Regions from separate parts of the Ovis aries genome. Here region 1 is linked to region 2. Evidence: chromatin contacts called from public Hi-C data. All regions are on one chromosome and are shown on one strand. The core of a region is the stretch at or near the end of the contact, and the rest is flanking DNA. Distances in the headings are between cores, read along the strand shown. Region 1 overlaps CEP112 (centrosomal protein 112). Region 2 has its middle 120 kb from the start of RGS9.

Region 1 (2,700 bases), core at 97-2,596, 480 kb before region 2:
ACCTTTTTTAGAGTTTTAAATCTTACATCTCATTACTTATCTCTTTATAGTGACAAGTCTGTGATTCTGTAGTGTCTGGAATAAACAAAGGTGCTGGGAGGGTGCTTCTGGATTTCTGCTGACATATTTTACATTTCCCTGGTGGCTCAGATGGTAAAGAATCCGCCTGCAATAGAGGAGACCCGGGTTCAATCCCTGGGTCGGGAAGATCCCCTGGAGAAGGAGATGGCACCCCACTCCAGTACTCTTGCCTGGGAACTCCCATGGACAGAAGAGTCTGGCGGGCTACAGTCCCTGGGGTCGCAAGGAACTGGACATGACTTCGTGACTAACAACGCTGGCCTCGGGAAGAAGCGGCAGGGGAAGGCTTTGCATTTGCCGCACTCTTAGCGCTTCAGAGGACTAAGGTGGCGCTCTCCGGGCGGGGACCTCCCCGGCAGGCTGACGTCTGGCTTTCTGCGTTGGCGGCCCCTCTTCCGGCATCCCCGCAGGAAGCCTGGCGCCTCTGCGCGCGGCCCCTGCCCGCTGGGGCGGTCTCCGCGAGCACCGCGAGCGGCTCCTCCGGGGGGCGGCCTGCACCTGCGGGGTAAGCGGGGGCGAAGCTCTGCCTGCTGCCCTCGGTGCCCCTGCTCACCGTGACCTCCAGCTGCATCTCCGTGACCTTGGCCCCATCTCTGGGACCGCTGCAGCTCAGAGGAGCAGTTAGTTGTGTTTCCGTCTGGCGTCATTATCCGTAGCAAGAACTGGAACCCCTGTTGGTGTCCTGCGTGGGTCTCAGCAGTGACACCGGCGCCCGTCTTGTTCGGCTCGAGGGCCTCGGCAGGGGCTGGCGTGCGCGGTCTCTCCGCCTCGCTTGGCTGCAGCGGGGACTGGAGCGCACGCAGTCTCGATTGCAAGGAGGGCTGTTCAGTGTGTGTGTGTCGCGGGCTCGGAGGCCAGCAGAACAGGTTGGACTGGAGATGAAGACTGGTGACCAGTTTCCCTTTGTGATGTGGAAACGAATGGTACACACCGAGTTGAGCAGGGAAGCCCGTGACGGAAAAATAGATGAGGCTGGACAGAGCTCAGGGATCAGGGCGGCAGAGGAAGAAGAGCCTGCGGAAGAGCTGTGGCCAAGCCGCCTGGCTTCCGGCTCAGAGGCCGGCACGGTCGGGGCGGCGCGGGGCGGCTGGAGCGCGGTGGGGCTGCGGGGAGGGGCCGCGTGCAGCCGCCCACGGAGGCGGGGTGGGGACCGTCAGGGCTCTGCTCCGCTGACCCCGCGCTCAGCACCTGCAGGGCGACTGGAAGGGGCAGGGCAGGGCGGGGCGAGGACGCCGCCCCCCTGGCAAGTTCGCTGGGAGGGAGAGAGCCGGGGCGGCCCAGGACGGTGCCCGCGACTCGCGAGGCCATGCTGGCCTGTGTGTGCGCCCTGTGTGATAGACAGATGAGTGTTTCAGCCTCTTTTTCAGGAGTATTTTCTGTGAGAATGACTTTTAATAGTTAAGCATTTTTTCCAGATTTCTAGCAGAGCTCTTTTTATGATTGTTTAATCTGTTCTGAGCGTGCAGCCAACACCTGGTGTGTCTCTGCCACATACTAAGTTTGAAGAGCTTCTTATCAGCTCAGGCGCACTGACGGATGCGATTATCCTCAAAATGTCACTATTTCTTTTTCTCATTTATTCTTAAGTGTTCAGATATCTGGACTATTGATTAAGGGTATAAAAAGTCCACAGCTCTCTTGAAAACAGCTTTTTTTCAGACATTCTAAATTACCCAGTAGCTGGTCTAAGGAATGTTATTCTGTCCGTGTTAACTACCAAAACCCACATTCATCTCGACCTTGTCTTTCTGAGCTACAATTCTGTCTTTCGGAAAGGCTTAGTATGGCCCACAGCTCAGGAGGGAAATCCTGATGTGGCTGGAAGCTGAAAGTCAGTGGCTTTGGCTCATTCAGTGATGGCTCATTTTCATTTTGTGTCTCCTGAAGGAGCCGTTCAGAGAACAAATATTGTCATCATGGAGCTTTCGCTGAAGTAGCTGGAATAAAAATATACGGGAGACTCCAGGCTGAAGTGGAATATGGAGAATGGCACTTTGTATATTTGGGATATTTTATATTGGAGGAAAATCTTTTTTGTTCAGATTCCTCTGGAAGCTTAAACCATTTTCCTGTTCATGCTGTGCTCATCACATTTTACCTGGACTATTAGCATGGCATGATCTTAAGTTCAGGGCTTTGATTTAGCCGTGGTTTCTGACATGGTTTGGAATTTTCAGACTTTGAGCTACATGGAAGTTTTGTTATTTATGTGTCTTAAGACTTCATCTTAACGTGAAACATGAATCCAGCAAGACTTGCTAACCTTTTAAAACAACTATCTTCTTTGAGAGGATATGCTTTAAGTTTTCTCTCCCCACTCTTAGAAAAAGGGGGAATACCTGTGGTTTATTATAGTCCCACTTGACAACAGCATTTGTTTGTAAGAGAGCATGTGACATTTAGGTGACATTTTATTTGCTTTGTGACCTAATTGAAGCAAAATGTGAGATACAAGTGGTTATTGTCTGTATCTCTTTTTCCTTTGCTATTGAAATATCACTGTTAATATAAACAACCATCTCATTTCCAAAAGAAAAAAAACATGGTAGTCCTAGATTTTAATGCCCTCATGTCCTCTGAATTCCCCCAGTTCTGACTGTAACTATTTTGGTCTCTTAA
Region 2 (2,700 bases), core at 86-2,585:
AGACAGCAGAAGGAAAAGGGCTACGGAATCGGTGGAATGGGTCCAGAATGGCAGCACCGTAGAACCCGTGACGGGGGACACGAGGATGCAGACGCTGGTCGGGGCCGGGGGTCCCTGCCCACCCAGCAGGTGTGGAGGAGCAGGCCTGTTGGGCCCTTCTTCCCGGAGCTGGTGACAGCGTGACGTTTCCGGCACAGGGTGTTTCTAAGTGGGGGTGCCTGATGTGTCCAGGTGCGGATGGGGGCAGCAGGGGCAGGACAGAGGCAAGCCCAGCACAGTCACTGCTGAGGTCCCTGGAGCCCCAGTAGCAGAGGGTGTGCAGCTCAGTCGTGTCCGACTTTTCAAGACCCTTTGGACGGTAGCCCACCAGGCTCCTCTGTGCGTGGGATTCTCCCTGCAAGAATACCGGATCAGGCTGCCATTTCCTTCTCCAGGAGACCTTCCCGACCCAGGGACTGAACCCCAGTCTCCTGCATTGGCAGGCGGCTTCCCTACCACTGAGCCTTGGGGGAAAGACCCCGGAAAAGAGGAGGGACAGCTAACCTCGCGCTCCCCAGCAGAAGCAGCACTCAAGACTCATTGGTCCTAGAGGGATGGGATGGGTAGGTGCGAGGCAGGCTCAAGAGCAAGGGACACAAGTGTCCTTACAGTTGACTCGCATTGTTGTATGGCAGAAATCAACAGCACTGCAAAGCAATTGCCTTCCGATTAAAAGTTGAGAAAAGACTCATGGGTCATTTTAAGTTTTCTAGGGGTCACATTTTAAAAAAAGAAATACAGGAAATGGATGTTCTATTTTAATTAGCCCCATAGATCCAGAGGATATTCATGTTCGTGGGTAATCAACGCTGTAAGATTCTTACTGAGAACTTTGGCACTCTTTTTGGGTTTTGGGGGGTTTTTTTTGCTTTGTTCTCTGAAATCGCTTGTGAATGAGGGCCCCCCAGTTTGGACCAGCCCCATTCCAAGTGCCTGAGAGCCACGTGCGCCAGTAGCTACCACCTCGACCACACTGAGTTAACCTCGAAAGCATGGCTCTGCAAACCCCGGGCACTTTTGTTCCCCAAGAAGCTCCTGGTAAAGTCTGGGGGCAGTTTTGTTGTATCTGAGGATAGGACCAAAGACGTGCTAAACCTCCATCAGGGCACCCGGCAGCCTTGCCCCAACAGCAAAGAAAGATCCGGCCCAACCTGCTGACGGAGGCCGCGGGACCCTGGGAGCAAGCGGGCACTCAGGGCCAGGCTGTCAGGGCGATGCCACTGCAGACACTCCCGCTGGAGCGCGGGCCTCGCCTCAGCCCGGGCAGGCTTCCAGGCGCCAGTGTCGGGCCCTCCTGGTGCTTTGTGATATGGCGTGGACTACACCCTGAGCCACTCAGATAAGCCAGATTGTATTCAGAATGATTATAGCCCTGCAATTACCCTCACCCCACCCCACCCAAACCTCAGCATTGTGGTTGCTGGATTGCGTGGTTCCCGCTCAGGGCGACCGTGCAATGGACAACCGTGGGAACAGCCGCCCCAGCAGTTGTGCAGTGCACAACCCGTGCGACTGTGTGTGGCCGCTCCACTCCCGGAAGCTGGGGGACCACGTCTCAGGGTAGTGGCGGCCTCCTCTTGCTTTCCTCGCGGCCGTCCCCCTGCTAAGGAGCCGCAGAGTCGCAGAGCAACTGACGATGATTCTGTAGTAAAAGACTCTCTTCCAATGTGGGAGCCGCAGCCGAGGATCAGAAGCACTGCTGAGCATCTGCCCAGGGCTCCTGCCCTTGCAACAAGGAAGCTGCTCTTTTAAAATAAGGACCACTTCCCTCCCACCCCCACCTTTTCTCCTTCTCTCCTTTCCTGCAAATATTTATTACAGGGCAAAGCTGTGAGCTCGTAGAGAGTTGGGGTGGGTCTCTGAGCAGACTGAGGCAGAAGGCTTCCTGCTGGTTCCAACAGGATCTCTGCAGGAAATCAGGGTAAACTCAAGCAAACTGTTCTAGGTAAGAACCAGCTCAGTTGATGTTCATAGGTGTTTTTTAATCCATCATCCAAAAACAAAGGCAGTTCTGAGCGAAGGTGGGAGCCTGTGCCGCGTTCTGACCGTGGCCGCGCTCTGGGGCCAGGCTTCCTGGATCCGAGTGCAGGCTTCTCTGCCGGCTCGCTGTGCTGTCTCAGATGAGTTCCGCGGACTCTCCGTGTCTCGCCCCTGAGTGTAAGGCAGGATGATACTAAGGCCCCCCTCAGACGGTGGCTGTGGGAATTTCGGCATGTGACATTAGAATCATGTTTACAACAGAGGAAGTTTCCAATAAATGTTAGCCTGCTGGGTAGGCAGATTTGCTTAAACTTTTTATTTTGTATTGGGGTATTTATACCCAATTAACAATGTTGTGACAGTTCCAGGTGGACAGTGAAGTGACTCAGCCATACGTACACATGCATCCATTCTCCTCCAAGCTCCCTTCCCACCCAGGCTGCCAGGTAACGCTGAGCAGAGTCCCCTGTGCTGTGCAGGAGGTCCTTGCTGGTTATCCATTTTAAATATAGCCGTGTGTCCGTGTCCATCCCAGACTTCCTAACTATCCCTTCCCTTCATCCTTTCCCCGACCCACCAACCATTAGTTCCTTCTCTAAACTGTAAATTTGCTTCTGTTTGTCAGTAAGCTCATTGTTACCCTTTCTTTTCACATTCCGCATATAAGGGATGCCGCTCGGC

Evidence for each region. A called contact is a pair of places that touch in the nucleus more often than the background predicts.
Region 1: a contact with region 2 is called in a Hi-C map of mixed tissues, with 3 times the contacts expected there. The contact joins two enhancer-like sites. A contact is called at or near these places in 6 of 16 Hi-C or Micro-C datasets (liver, mixed tissues, muscle and 2 more).

What each region holds. Positions count from the first base shown.
Region 1 is chr11:61,750,102-61,752,801 of ARS-UI_Ramb_v3.0, reverse strand. All of the region lies in intron 4 of CEP112 (centrosomal protein 112), which reads left to right. Among named protein-coding and RNA genes, the nearest start is that of CEP112, 34 kb to the left of the region's middle. Within about 2 kb of position 1,346, at least 9 of the 54 cell types and tissues checked have an H3K27ac peak or open chromatin away from gene starts, as enhancers often do.
Region 2 is chr11:61,265,131-61,267,830 of ARS-UI_Ramb_v3.0, reverse strand. No RefSeq gene overlaps it. Among named protein-coding and RNA genes, the nearest start is that of RGS9, 120 kb to the right of the region's middle. Within about 2 kb of position 1,335, at least 6 of the 54 cell types and tissues checked have an H3K27ac peak or open chromatin away from gene starts, as enhancers often do.